2 separate regions of the Mus musculus genome follow, and region 2 is linked to region 1. The links are chromatin contacts, called in public HiChIP or PLAC-seq maps. All regions are on one chromosome and are shown on one strand. Each heading gives the region's core, a stretch centred on a gene start, on an enhancer-like site or on the middle of the called end of the contact. The rest is flanking DNA. Distances are from core to core; before and after follow the strand shown.

What was found. HiChIP or PLAC-seq counts read pairs in DNA pulled down with a chosen protein or histone mark.
Region 2: an H3K27ac HiChIP or PLAC-seq map of embryonic stem cells shows a contact between it and region 1, with 2.4 times the contacts expected there. The contact joins two enhancer-like sites. A contact is called at or near these places in 1 of 39 promoter capture datasets (embryonic stem cells) and 3 of 115 datasets of contacts at active chromatin or transcription factors (bone marrow-derived macrophages and embryonic stem cells).

Annotation. Positions count from the first base shown.
Region 1 is chr6:142,510,291-142,517,882 of GRCm38.p6, reverse strand. No RefSeq gene overlaps it. Among named protein-coding and RNA genes, the nearest start is that of Gm38919, 4.1 kb to the left of the region's middle. Within about 2 kb of position 5,947, at least 11 of the 459 cell types and tissues checked have an H3K27ac peak or open chromatin away from gene starts, as enhancers often do. A contact at or near this core is called in embryonic stem cells, where this site is marked.
Region 2 is chr6:143,065,938-143,072,912 of GRCm38.p6, reverse strand. C2cd5 (C2 calcium-dependent domain containing 5) reads left to right here. Exons shown (of 29, transcript NM_001362113.1): 9 at 5,772-5,857; 10 at 6,695-6,727. Among named protein-coding and RNA genes, the nearest start is that of C2cd5, 31 kb to the left of the region's middle. Within about 2 kb of position 4,237, at least 39 of the 459 cell types and tissues checked have an H3K27ac peak or open chromatin away from gene starts, as enhancers often do. A contact at or near this core is called in embryonic stem cells, where this site is marked.

The DNA of each region.
Region 1 (7,592 bases), core at 4,698-7,197:
TGCAAACTAAGCATCAACTCTACCACAGAGCTACACTCACAGACTACATTCAGATCCTATATACTCAGAGTCATCCGAGGTCCTTGGAGCATCTTTAAAGTATTATCTATCGCTTATGTTCAGCCACTTTAGAATTCCTGTGCCTTTTAAAACAGAACTCCTTCCAAAGACGGGTATAACAGTTATATCTGTTACACCTCCCTCCCACCCCCCACCCCCTACCCCCAGGGTTTCATGTGCCTGAGCTGGCTTTGACCTCACTCTGCAGCCATGGACAATCTTGCACCACTGATCCTCCTGACTCTCCTTCTTAAATAGGTGCTGGGATTACAGCTATGTAACAGCAGATCAGTTTATGAATCAAACCCAGGGCTTCCAACATGCGGAGCAAGCTTGTTACCACCTGAGCTACAGCTCAACCCCATTTTTGCTACTCTTTTTGAAAGCTAGTGTGACGTATTTAGTGTGTTGATACATGGTTGCAAGTATGCAGATCACGGGTGTAGGATACCACAGAGTCTCACACAGCAAACATCGTCTACAGATAAAACTCATCTCCAGAGAATGAGCCTTGCTGGACAGCCCGTTGTGACCAACTTTCATCAGAACGCCCGCCATCCTGGCTTCTTACAGCAGCCATCCACATGTACTTTAAAAATGGTTACTCAGAGTGTAACTATTAGTTACTTTTCTACTACGTGATGAAACATCAGGACCAAGACAGCTGATGGAAGGAAGGATGTATCCATCCTCATCACAGTGGGAGGGATCATAGCAGGCAGCAGGCAGCAGGCAGCAGGCAGCAGGCACAGCACTGAAAGCAACATCTGAACAGGAAGCAGAGTGAGCGAACTCACATTAGCCAGAGTCTTAAGGTATAAATAACATCAATTAATGAGGTGCTCATTCTTATCATTTGCCTCCAATAAGCCATTCCTCTTCCTCCTTTCCTGTGTGTGCATCATGTTAGTAAACCCCAGTTCTCCTCTAAGGAAAGGTTCAGTAACTCTCCCCCATTCACAAACAAACCTTAATCGTGAAAATGGCAATGGAACAAATGACATGAATGACATGAGGGAAATGAAACTCTGACCTAACCTGTCCAGCACCATCTTCTTCCTCAGGGTTACTCGGGCACTTTTAAAGGATGCTAACAGGCTGGCTGTGTACAAGCCACATCTGACTGCCCGTGAAAAGGTCTGGGAAATGTTTGAACTTCTGGGGTTCTCCTGGTCTAGTGCGAGGACAGAGAGTAGTGACCCACACCTGTAGCCGCAGCCCGTGGAAGGTGAAACTCAGAATCCGAATCCGAATCACATCCCTGACTACATGGTGAGTTCAAGACCAGACAAGGCTGCAAGAGACCTCATCTAAAACACAACAGAGGGTTTCCCTGGGCCCATATAGCTCTGTGACCACAAAGCCAAGGATGGGATGGATTAATGCAGTATCTACTGGGTATAATCTGCCCCCAGAGAGACCTAAACAATCAGGAGCCTCCAGAAATGTATTCAGATGGGTGAAATGAGGTTCCCTCTGTCCGTCCGCTGATGGCCAGTGTCTGGGAATGGCTGGACTGTGTGTCTAAGAGCTCACACAGCACAATCAGTTATACAGAACTCTCTGCATCTTGAGTGTATGTGCACATGTGTGTGAGAGAGGGCAGGGGAGCCCTGATGACATGGCTGCATTCCCTTTGTTTAAAAAAGGCACACATGTGTAGAAGTCAGGGAGGTGAGCAAGGTCAGTTGCAGTACTTCAGGGGGTATGAACTTAGGCGTGTAAAGATAAGCTACATCCCAGTGTTAGTTGGGAAGGTCCAGGGAATGGTCCTGATCAAAGCCTAAGTCTTTGTCAGTACTTCATATTTAATAAAGCTTGCTATGAATTTGGAAAAAAAGTGATAAGCTACATCTTTCAGGAAATATGGAACACTGGAATACAAGAAGACATTCCTTAGTTTAAGCAAGTATACACACACACATGCACACACTTCCACATACACACTGGCACATGCACACATATACATGCACATGCTTGCACATACATACACATATGGGCACACACTTGCACATGCACACACACATATGCACACACTGGTACATACACACACACATGCACACACTTGCACATGCATACACATACATGCACACACTTGCACATACACACATGCACACACTTGTACATGCACACACACATAGGCACACACGTGCATGCACACACGATCTGCGATCTGTACCTCAAGTCACCCTTGGCTTCCCTGCCTGTGCTCTGCCCTTTTAGCCTGGCTCATGCCCGCCATTCAGGATTCTGTTTGTGTGGGGAGCGGGTGTGGTGGCAGTCCCAAAGGCGCCAGGGACTGCAGCTAAGTCGTATGACTTGCACCTGACTTCCTCATATAAACCACAAACATCTTGAGAGCTGCGCAGGTGTACCAGGATACAGGTGAATCCATTTTGATGGAGATATGCCCCTGCTGCCCTGATTAGCTGAAGCTGCGTACCTGGTGAGGTGGCGTGGCCTGCTGTGCGTGGATGGGAACTGAGAGTATAAAAGAGTGAGAGGCCCGGGTTAGAGGGAGGATTATTATTCGAGAGAGGATTACTATTAGGGGGAAGATATATAAACAAGGGAGAGATATAAACAGGGGAGATATAGAGAAAGAAGAAACAGGACTGAATAAACGTGTGCAGAAGGATCCTGTAGCGGCGTCGTTCTTGCTGGCCAGTTGGGGGCGCGCTCGAGATGTTTGCTTCGTTCCTGTTCATCTCTTTTCCTCTCCTTTCTAATTCAAGTCAATCTCATAGGCAAAAGCTGCTCTGGCTGCCTACACTCTCCCTGTTCACAAGCTCAATTCGATGCCTAAGATAGCCTGGCTCATTAGCATATGGATTCCTGGGACTGTGGACTCAAAGTAACCTGAGCATGGAAACTCTGACTCTTTGTATCTAAACAGTGTCTGGCATCCAAAAATGACAAAAATGAACTCCCTCTGTGCAAGTGTGAATACGCACACACATACACAGGACATGTACATTCAGTGGGTGTGTATTCAGGGAGCTTAGTTAGAAACCCTTGAACTTGGAGCAATCCCACAGTACCCAGTGGTCTTGTTAAGGAGGGGCCAATGCCTATGAATAAATAAAGGAACAGGAAGACACATCCCATATGGCCGAGTACACCGGAGTACTCAAGTGGTTTTCATAAATTCTGAATTTTTATAATGAGTTTTCAGGGCCAGTGAGATGATTCAGCAGATGAAGGCACTTGGCCTTTGTCATGCCTGAACACCTGAACTCTGTCATCAGGACTCACTTGGAGGGAGAGGGCCAGCTCCTGAACGTATCCTCTGCAAACACACATACACATATATACACACATGCTCATACACACACATGCACATACCCCCCACACACAAATACATGAGCATACATATACCTTCACACACAGTAATTTCAACTCTTCATTACTTTTAATTATTATTCTTTAAATAGGCATGTGTGTAAAACTTAAAAACTATGGAGATAATACAATGGAAAGCAGTAACCCCCACCCCCATCCCATCCCACCCTCCACTCCCACCCCAACCCCCCAGCCCCAGTTGCTCAGTTCTCCCCTTCAAGCCATTGTCCCAATTGCAAGGTTTTCCTGGGGAGTGGAGGCATCTTAAACTTTTAATATTTAATATTGTTTAAATTTTATTTAATCTTATATGCATGAGTGTGTGCATGCCCAAGTGTATATATGTGCACCATATACACACAGCTCCTGATGGTCAGAAGAGAAATCGATACCCCTGGAACTGGAACTACAGGTGATCATGAGGGGCCACATGGGTGCTGGGAACTGAACCCAGGACATCTGCAAGAGTTGGAAATGCTCTTAACTGCTGAGCCATCTCCATAGCTCCCCCAAATTTAATATAATACTTAAATTATAATATATAAATTATATTATAATTTAAGTATTATATGTGTACATAAATATACATATATATATATATATATACATATATTCACACACATATACATATATATTCAAGATAAACTATTTGCCTATGACTGAGGTATTATTAGCCCTTGACAACTGCCAAAAGGAAGTTTGCTGGGTGGCCACTGGCATGCTAAGTGTAGAGTATCTATAAGGTTTCCAGGCAGATTTGCCCAGGAGGTGCTGGAAATAGAGACCTCGGGCTTAGGAGAGGGGTCTGGGCAGGAGGTGGAAATCAAGGGTAATAGGTTGTTGATGCCAAAGTTATGGGCAGCAGCCCACACAGCACGGATAGAGGGGGTGAGATGCCGGTTGTACAGTGAATCCTGGCAGATGCTGGAAGAGCTCACACCCAAACCAGGAAGGATAAGGGGGGAGTTTATGGTGATCGATTTCAACATCAAAGTAGGTCCTAATTCTGTACCCTGCTGCTTTCATATAGGAATGCGCCAGAAGGGCAGCCCTCAGGATGCTGGGAAGCAAGGAACAAAAAAGTTTTACTAATAAAGTGAGAGGTGAACATAGGATCCATCAATGGATGCTGAGGATGTGGGAATAGAGAAGCAACTGATGCAGGATTGTTTCTTCAACAACAACAACAACAGCAACAACAACAACAACAGGGCCCCTTATAACCTAGGGTGGCCTCAGATTTGCCATGTAGCTAAGGCTCACCTTGGATGTCTGATCTGTTTGCCTCCTGCCCTGAAGGCTGGGGTTACAAGTGTGCACTACCACGCCTTGTTTATGCAGTGCTGGGCTCACACCTGGGGCGTCATGCAGCTTGTGCTCTGTCCTGTTACTGCCCCTCACCTTGGTGCATTTGTAAGTGTGAATGACTCTGACTCCGCAACTTGGCCTTTCCTCCTCCTGGCTGCTGGGACACTCACCTAGGAGACACCTGTCTCAGGTTGCTCTGATATGCAAATCACCCACCTGAGCTTAACAGGAGTTTGTAATCTTCTGCCAAGTCTATTCAAAAGCACCTACAAAGAGAAGTCAGGAGCTTATTAGGAGGTGCTTCTTAAACCACATTGGGGAGGGGCAGGAGGAGGAGGGGGAGGAGGAGGGGGGAAGGAGGAGGAGGGGGAGGAGGAGGGGGGAGGAGGAGGAGGAGGGGAGGACTGAGAAAGAGAAAAGAGCAGAAGAAGGGGAGGGAAAAGAAAGGAGAAAGGGGGAAGGGGGATAGATTTTATATTTTAAACATTTTTTATGTTTATTTTTACCTAGAAATTATGCTGTGTCCATTGCAAAAAGAAAATGTTCAGTATAAGAAAACTATTTCAGTAAATCTCATACACATAAAACGAGAAATCTGTATAAAGTCTGTAGGTTTGCCCTAGGGTACCAGTGTCAGTCTTAACAATGGAGAGGCACAAAATATAGACAACACAAAGTACTTGGCCAATGTGAAAGACCACCACCAACAACACACATACACACACATTTATACCTTTAAAAAACTTTCTGTTGTTGATACATGTATCTATTTGTATCTATATATGTCTATCTATAGCAAAGGCTATGTCTCTATGAATCATCACGGTTATTTATGTTAGGAACAAAAATTTTTTGACAGATTGGCCAAAATAAAGCATTAATACTGAATAGGGTCAGAGAGTAATGAAACTGGACTCAGATGAGGCTAGGAAGAAAAACAGCAGCAGCAGCAACAACACCACAAAAACTGTTCTCCATCTGGAGAACAACCTGTCATGCTTGTCGGCTTATGTGTCTGGGGATGTGCAGTGTAGACGAAGACAGGACCTACACCCAATGAACTCCTTAATCATGGAAGTCGGAAGAGTGCCCCGGACTTCCGGTCACTGGAACTACCCTGGACGCCCTGTGAGCTTGGGAAAGTTGATTTCCATCAGCTCTGCAGGAGAGCACCTGTTTGGAAGTTCACCTTCGAGAAAAACCAAGACCTCTTGCCTGGTGGGTGACTCACTCCTTCAGGACTCTCTCTAGGAGGACAGGAATGCCAGACTTGTTTCAAGAGGAAACAAACACGCGTTCACCCCAGATCAAGCACCAACAAACCACCAAAGGAATGACCCACCGGGTCCGGCTTGTAACTCCTGAGTTTACTTACAAAAGCATGAATGGTGGGGGTGGGGTGGGTCTTGTGGGAATGGGAGCTACCCCCAAACAGCTGCATCACAGAGAAAAGCCTCGCAGCTGCATGGGAAGTTCTGACCTTGGCCAAGCCTCACCATCTCTCCTTCACTTACCCTTCCAAAGACCAGGTGCAGATGGAACCGAATTAAATACAGCTGGGGGAGGGCAAGGGGCGCACAGACCTCCTCCTTTGGAATAGAAGGTCAAAAGGCTCTCCTTTTGGGGGAGGGAGGTCAGTCTGACTAAAGTGAAAATGGATCTTTTGTTTAGAGGACAGGGGTCCACAATCTAGTGCCCGGAAAGCCCTGATTCTGTTCCTAGCCCTGCTAATTAAAAAATAAAACTAAATAAAGGTTCTTTTTTTTTTTTTCCCTAAGAAGAGAGCAGACTTTAGGATGCAATTACCACACAGGTTTTTCCACTAAAGGGTCAATCTTCACTAAAGACATGTCTGCTGCTTTCAGCCCCTTAGGAAAGGGAAATGCAAGTCAGAGGCACACTGGTGGACTTCAGTCCAGGAATGTGTCACCAACAGCATCACTTCTAAGCTGTGGCTGCTCTAGCACTATGGAGTTCTCAATCTATGGGTTGCAACCCCTTTAGGGTTGACATGACCAATGGAAAGCACAGGTATTTACATTACAGTTCCTAACAGCAAAATTACAGCTGTGAAGTAGTAAGGAAACGATTTTATGGTTGGGGGGGGGTCCCCGCAACACGAGGAGCTGTATTAAAGGGGCACAGCATTAGGAAAGCTGAAATCTGCTCTAGAGCATAGCACAAACCAGTCTACATCCAGCTAGAGCCTCAGTGTGACCTGACCTCTTGTCCTCAAAGGACTGATCATGATCTCAGGGAAGACAAGCATGCACCTCTCTTTGGTCATCAGACCATGGAAACAATGGGGGTTGGAGGGAGAGGGAGCAAGGAAAGGAATTGGAATTTTCTTTCTTTGTCCTTCTTCCCAGTGTGGTGCCTTTGGAAAGTACCTTTTCTCTGCTTTAATTGCCAGGCTTAATTGCTTCTCTAATTGGTCAGTAAAGAACAGGTATTCTTACTTAATATATTAGGGCTGCCACAGCCCAGGTTTTGACCCCAACGGCTTGGTAATATCATGAGTCAATTCAAAACTTCTGATCTCATTCACACTATAAATACCTCCTTTCTAAAAAATATAGTTAATGATTCCACAAAAAGATCAGCTCATATTAAACCTTCACAAGAAATGACTAGACAATAAGAATCTAAAAACAGTTCCTTTGAGACATTAAACACTCAGTACTCCTCTCGACGATTGCCTGGGGTTCCCCTAAAAGAGTCTAGGGTACAAGGTGATTGTGTGGGACACCCTGGATTAAGAAAGAGAAATCCAGGGAGAACTGAAGGTTCTAACCTTGAGTTCTAATTTGCAGTATGTTAGATTGTATCCTGTGATAACTCCCTCAGGAGTATGTTAGATTGTATCCTGTGATAACTCTCTC
Region 2 (6,975 bases), core at 2,988-5,487, 560 kb before region 1:
CCCACTTTGGCTTATTAACTGTTTCAACGCAGATAACATTTATCTGGAGAATGATGAATGGTTAGACAGCATTCTTTGTCGTTGGCCTGGTTCCCAGCTCCACACTTAAGAAATGACTGCCGGCCCCACCCCAGTTCTTCCTGATGTTTCGTCATGCTGCCAACTGTCAAGCCCTTTGGCACATGATTGCTTAATATGTCTCCACCTTCTTCTGGCAGGATTCCCTTCAATGAGGATCCCAACCCCAATACTCACTCATCAGGACCCTCAACCCCTCTGAAAAACCAAACTTATTCCTTTTCACCTTCCAAGTCCTACAGTCGGCAGTCCTCTTCTTCTGACACAGATTTGAGTTTGACACCCAAGACTGGTAAGGCGCTCCCACCCACCTTTTGTGTTTCCTCGTAAGAACTTGTTTCTGTTCCTTGTGAGCCGCACACCAAACCTTTCCTCCTGTTGCTGCATTTAAGTTAATGTGACCACTGATAATCTCAGTTATTAAAGCTAATTGGTTTTTTTGTTTGGAGAGTGACATTTTAATTGATTTAATTATTGTCAATATTAAGTTGAGAGTTTTGTTTGGGTATTGACATTCTTCATTTCATGTTGAAGTAAAGAGGAATGCCACTTTAAAATAAAACATTTGCATAGTAACTCTAGAGGTCTGCAACCAAATTGCAGTTTTGAACCATAATTCCTCTTAAGCATATGACTAATTTATTTCTTATTCATTTCCATTTCAGCATTTAGTTCTTTATTTTTATTATGGGGCTAGTTCAGAACTGGAGTGGCTGTATAGCAGTGTAGGCTTCGCTCATCTGCTTTTTGGCTGAAGGCTGAAGGTTCAGTGTAGAGTATTACCTTGAGTTTAACTAGAAAACAGAAAAAAAATCAAAGAGGAAGTGATATTGGTCATATCTATTTTTTACATTTGTTTACATGCTAACTTAAAAGGTAATATAAATACTGATCACTTCAGTTCTTAGATGATTTTTATAGAAGAATTATTTTGCTTGGAGAGCGACGTTTTAGCTGTTTTAGTCATGCTTGATATGAAGTTTGTGCGATTAGGCTGCTTGGCTTTGCTCCTTACTCTTGCTCTCCAGGTTGAAACTGCAGTTTAAATTTTCTCACCCTTGGATATTTTTCAATTTATTAAATTTATAGTTATCCCTTTCTTTTTGCATTGTGAGTGGTTTCTGGGTTTTTGTTAGTGTTTTTTGATAAGAAGTTGATAAAATATTAAATTGGCTTCATGAGAGAATTCAATTTATTTAAACAAAAAAAATTTTTTAAAGATTTATTTATTTATTATATGTAAGTACACTGTAGCTGTCTTCAGACACCCCAGAAAAGGGCATCAGATCTCATTATGTATGTATGGTTGTGAGTCACCATGTGGTTGCTGGGATTTGAACTCAGGACCTTCAGAAGAGCAGTCAGTGTTCTTAACCGCTGAGCCATCTCTCCAGCCCTTAAATAAAATTTTAAAGAACGATTGAAAATGTAAAGATTTACTATTTTTAGTACTTTAAGTACTAGAAATAGTTTTCCTATCAGATTGACTAAACTGTTTTTATTTGTATTATTTTGAATTTGTCATCTTTAATAACCTTTAATGTTTTAGTGTTAGAAGAATTTATAAAATGGATCCAGATTTTTTGAAAACAATCAAAACAAAATCTTATTATAAACTTAATTTTTTCCTTTTTTAAAAATAAAATTGATCACAGAATAAACACTATAAACACCCATTCCTGTGTTTTTATTACCATCCCTGTCATCCCTCTCTAACATCATTGATTTTGACAGCTACTTTATTTTTTTAAGTATGCTCAGCCTTAACCTAAGAAGCCAAGTGCAGATCAGGAACCCTTGGGAAAGCACTGTATCTGTCCCCGTGCAGGCAGAGTTTCCTGCTTCCGTCTGGCCTAGATGACGACGCATGAGAGCCGCTTTGGGGTTAGCATGTGCATTGTGTTAGGTATTATAAGCAGTACAAAGACGATTTAAAATAGGAGGAGGCTATGCGAAGGCTATTTGCAGAGCGCACTGCATTCTGTATTTGTGAATTTTGTTCCTGCGGTGCTGGTCATGGTGGCCTCAGCAGCATTCCCTACAGATGCTGAAGCTGTACTGTATATAATTATGAGTAACAATTAAAAAGTACTGCTAAAGCCTCTTTACTCTTGTTCTTCACGCTCAGCCAGGTGTGGCAGCGCACGCCTTTAATCCCAGCACTCAGGAGGCAGAGGCAGGCGGCGGATCTCTGAGTTCGAGGCCAGCCTGGTCTACAAAGTGTGTTCCAGGACAACCAGAGAAACCCTGTCTCGAAAAAACAAAAACAAAACAAAACAAAAAAAAAAGATAGCATTTTATAGTAATGGATGCTTTGGAATGTGGTATTTTAACTTCTTTGTGCCATAAAAATTGAGCCATTGAAATTGCGATGAAATTTAAAAAAAAAAAAAAAAAAGGAGTAAGCGACTAGCCGTAATGTTCATGCCACTGAGAACAAGGTAGGCTTGGGATGGGACCTTCTCCTCTGCACCTTTTCTGTAGGCTGGAGATGAAACCCAGCTCATGGTGCATGCTGGACAAGCACTCCACCTCAGCCAGCCTCCTCCTCAGCTCCTGGGTACTTAGAGACCAGATCTTATTAAGTTGCGGAGGCTGGTCTCTGCCTTGTGAGCAGGAGTCGGCCCAGGCCCAGTATAGCTGGGACTCTGGGTGTGCTCTTATAAACAAGGAGATGTGACTGGAGCTGTGAGGCTTTGGTCTGCTCACTGGCTTCTAAGCTGCTTTTCAATAATGCTCACTGATTATGTTCTTGTCGTACCACAGATAACGTTTAGAAAGCGGGGTTTTTTTTTTTTTTTTTGGCTTTTTTGTTTCTTAATTCTTACAAAAGGACAAACCTAAAGATTGTACAGGCATCAGCAATGGAAGCTTTCTGACTGGCATCAGATGTGCTAGCAAGGACTTCTGTAGTACTGGTTCTTAAAACCTCATTTATATACCTGTAAGCTGACTCTGATTGTTTTGTTTTGTTTTCCCACCTTAGTAGCTTGTTGAGACCCTCGCCACCTTTGCGCGGTCTGGAGGGGCTTGCCACCTCTCAGTTTTGTTACCTCGTAAGCTGAGACTCAGTGAGCATCCTTTCCTGTCTCTGTCCGGCTTCTGAGAAGCAGTACAAGTCGATTATGATTGACTTACTATTTATAAACCGAGACGTCAGAAATAGAGCAGAATAAAGGGTGGTCTGAGAAAGTTATTTTTCTGTTTATAATGCATTTTTTGGGTTAGTTTTCTTAATTTTTTTTTACTTTATTAGAATCTAATTTATAACATTTTAAAAAATGAGATTTTAAAAATGTTTTCCCCAATTTCTCAACTAATAGGAGTGGAATTTTTGAATGCTGTAATAGGTATATAGCAGAGATTTACACACTTGATTTGGGTAGATTTTACTTTCTTAGGCAGGGTGGCTGTATATATTTCTTACAATACACAGGGTATTTGACCTTTATGTGCAAATATCTGTAAATAGTGATATGATCACATTAAAGTATGAGACATTTTAGAGGTAAGATGAAAGGATTAATGTATACATCAAAACTGGAGAGTAAAAACCTAGCTTGGAATTCATAATACATTACTCTATGATTATTTTTTAAATGAGTATCCCATTAGCACAAATATATGCAGTATCATAGCTAGTAACATTTTAAGGTACCAAAATTTACTACTTTAAATCAGTGTTTTGGATTGAAGCCACAAGTTTCTTACCATACGGAGAGTGGTGGTTTTCAGCCATACAAGTTCTTAAATACAGTCAGCCAGCCAACCAACCAAAATCAATTGGTGGGCAATTTAAGTATTTGAAGAAGTCAGTCAAAAGTGATGGAATGCATAAAGTCTTGCTAATGATTTAAAGTTTTTCAGTGCTTGCAGAGTTTGAAGGGCTTTGTTCATTTTGAAGGTGTCCTTGGTTTGCATGTTGGCTAGGGCTCTGGCGGGTGGGTGGGTACCTGAGCTCTGGCTCACTCAGTGTGGGTTTGTCTGCATTTGAATCCATTTGATTGTTATGTTTGCTCTCACTGCGTTCCTTCTCCTGCATTTCTGATCATCTTCTGAACCTACATCTTTGCTACTTTCCTCCACAGCACCTTACCCACAGGGGCCGGGGATCTACCTGTGTCCCAGCTCCACCCCCCTCTCTTGTGGTTCCTTTCACCTTAAGTCCCGCCTCCTCTCGGAATCTAGCCTTACCCCTCATCACTCTAGCCTTGTCAGCCCCGTTCTGAGGAAAAGTGTTTCTTTCAGTGAAGAGCTGTTCCTGGCTGCTTCTGGTAGGATCACATTATGTCAGCTTTTTTTTAAATAATCCCTTTGTTTTAAATCATCTCTGAAAACATGTTATTTTATGCCATAGAGAATGACTGTGTGCTTTATGTGTGTGAGTGATTTCACTGACAGTTAATCAGAACCACACATATGTCACTGACGCTTACTTGATGGCTATTATCAGTAGTCACTGAGTTTTCTGTTTAACAAAGATTATGTGTCAGGATGTGGCTGTGGATGTTTGCTGTCACTCTCAGGACCGAGGTCTCACTCAGTGTCCTTGTAGATGCTCTGTTCCCCTCTCTCCATACCTGCTCCATCCACATCCGACCTGTGCCATCCTGTTGCTAAACCAGAAGGCTACATGAGAAAATTATTCTGTTTGAACCAGTTTAAGTCTCATTTTGGTGCTATTCTTTTATTATACACTTGTTTTCTTTCCATTCCATTAATCAAGTTATTCTGCTATGTTTTCTGGTACTTTATTTATCACTGCAAACTTACCTTTTATTTTGTGATTTTAAATATGCTTCATATAAAGATCTTAGTTTTGTTTCCAGTTAGCATTGTGTAGTCTCTAAAAACCTTAAGATTACTGTAAGAAAAACTTTTGTTTTCAGAGATCAGAATGGGACTACACACATGCTAACCCTTGTTTCCTTATCCAAGAACAGCTAAAAATGTAAACATGGATTAACTCCTCCCTAAGGCACTGCAGTGAACTTGACCGGATGCATCTTTAGCTTTGAGAGCCAGTGTGAGCCATCCCATCTCCATAGATCGTGGGCCATACTTGTCCTTGTGTTACTATCAAAACAATGACGACAACAAATGCTAGGGAAAATGTAATATTAGCCTTAAAATACATCTAAGGGTGAGGAAATAGAATTCTTTCATCCATGACTATGTACATTTGTGATGTGCTTACACATGTGTGTTGATTTTTGTTAATGAGCACATCCCATGTTCAGAGGAGAGCATGAGCAGAGAATAAGCTTCATTCTGAAGGCTGATTGGCCCGTTAGCTTCCTGTAGTTTTGACCTGAGCAGTTAGTGTGTTTCTTCCCATATTTTACCAGATATTTTGATGTGTTTAAGTTGTTAGCATAGTCAGTTATTCTTTTGGTTATTTTATTAAAATTATCAACTTATAAATATTGAATATTATCAAAGAATTGTTGCCTTATTTTAATATTTTTATTAGAATAAATTGATTGTAAAACTAGCTGTGACCATAACTTTGATATCTTACTTTAAAGAAAGTTTTAATATAGTAGAGTAAAATGCATGTGCTACTTACCATAGCAAAATAGGTTAAACATGTGGCTGAGTTTCTGTATTTGACACTGTCTGTGAAGATGAGTGCACTTGAGCTTGCCGGTGTCTACTTATGTGCTTGTTCCTTACGTGCTGCTGTCCTGTAGGAATGGGCAGTGGGAGTGCTGGAAAAGAAGGGGGGCCCTTTAAAGCCCTTTTACGGCAACAGACGCAGTCGGCGTTGGAACAGCGGGTAAGAGAACACTTTCTATTCCTTCTCTGTCTCTGTGGTTTTGTACGCCTGCGCTCCTTCCTGGCTGCTTAAAAGGTTCTGAAAAGGGTTTTTGATCATTATCTATAATGTTGTACTTTTAAAGTTCAAATGTATTTAAGATATCAGAGTAATTTTTTCACCAATATTTACTTTTTTACTTAGGAAAATTTCTTAACTTTTCTGTTTTGTGGAGCTTTTTAATTTAAAATACTTAAATTGAATTTTAATTTTTCCAGTCTTTGATTTAAAATATTTCTTCTGAAAATATCCATTGAATACTGAAATCATTTCTAGTTCTCATTAAAGGTACAATATAGAGAAGAAAATGATTAGTCTTTTTGCAGAAAACCATCTCAGTAATGCTCTCTTAAATCGGCGCTATAATATGCTGACACTTACCTCTTGACGTTACTTTTTGTCACTGGCCTGTTTATTAGATACCAGACACAGATTCTGTTCTTAGTAGATTAAAGTTAAGCGTGACTGTCTAGCATAATATGGGTTTGGGTTTTGGTTTTGTGGGGTTTTTTTTTTTTGTTTTTTGTTTTTTGTTTTTTTTTTTTTTTTTGAGGCAGGGTTTCTCTGTATAGCCCTGGCTGTCCTGAAACTCACTCTGTAGACCAGGCTGGCCTCAAACTCAGAAATCCGCCTGCCTCTGCCTCCCGAGTACTGGGATAAAAGGCGTGGGCCACCACTGCCCTGCTATGATATGTTTATTTAATGATCATGTATAATGTTTATTTAATTTGTTGGTGGGAAACTGCGTCTGGTTTTTGGATGATTTCTCTCTCTCTCTTTATAACCATCCTTGCAAAGGGAGGATCGCCTCATAGGTTCTGTAGAAGGCGGGTATGTTTCTAAACGTGCGAGAGCCTGGTCTGTGCTAGAAGCTTTTCTATCTTGTTCTCTTGAGTTTTATTTGAGCTTTTAACAATTGTTGCTGGCATTTTCTGACCTTGTACTGTGAGACTCATGCTCTTTCCTGCTGACGCGGTGCATGGTTCCATGTGTCCTGTCCTGGGCTTCGGACAGAGCTCCAAGCTTTTTTATGTCTGCTTTGGAAGCTTGAAGCACTTAGAGAATTTTATTTTGTGTGT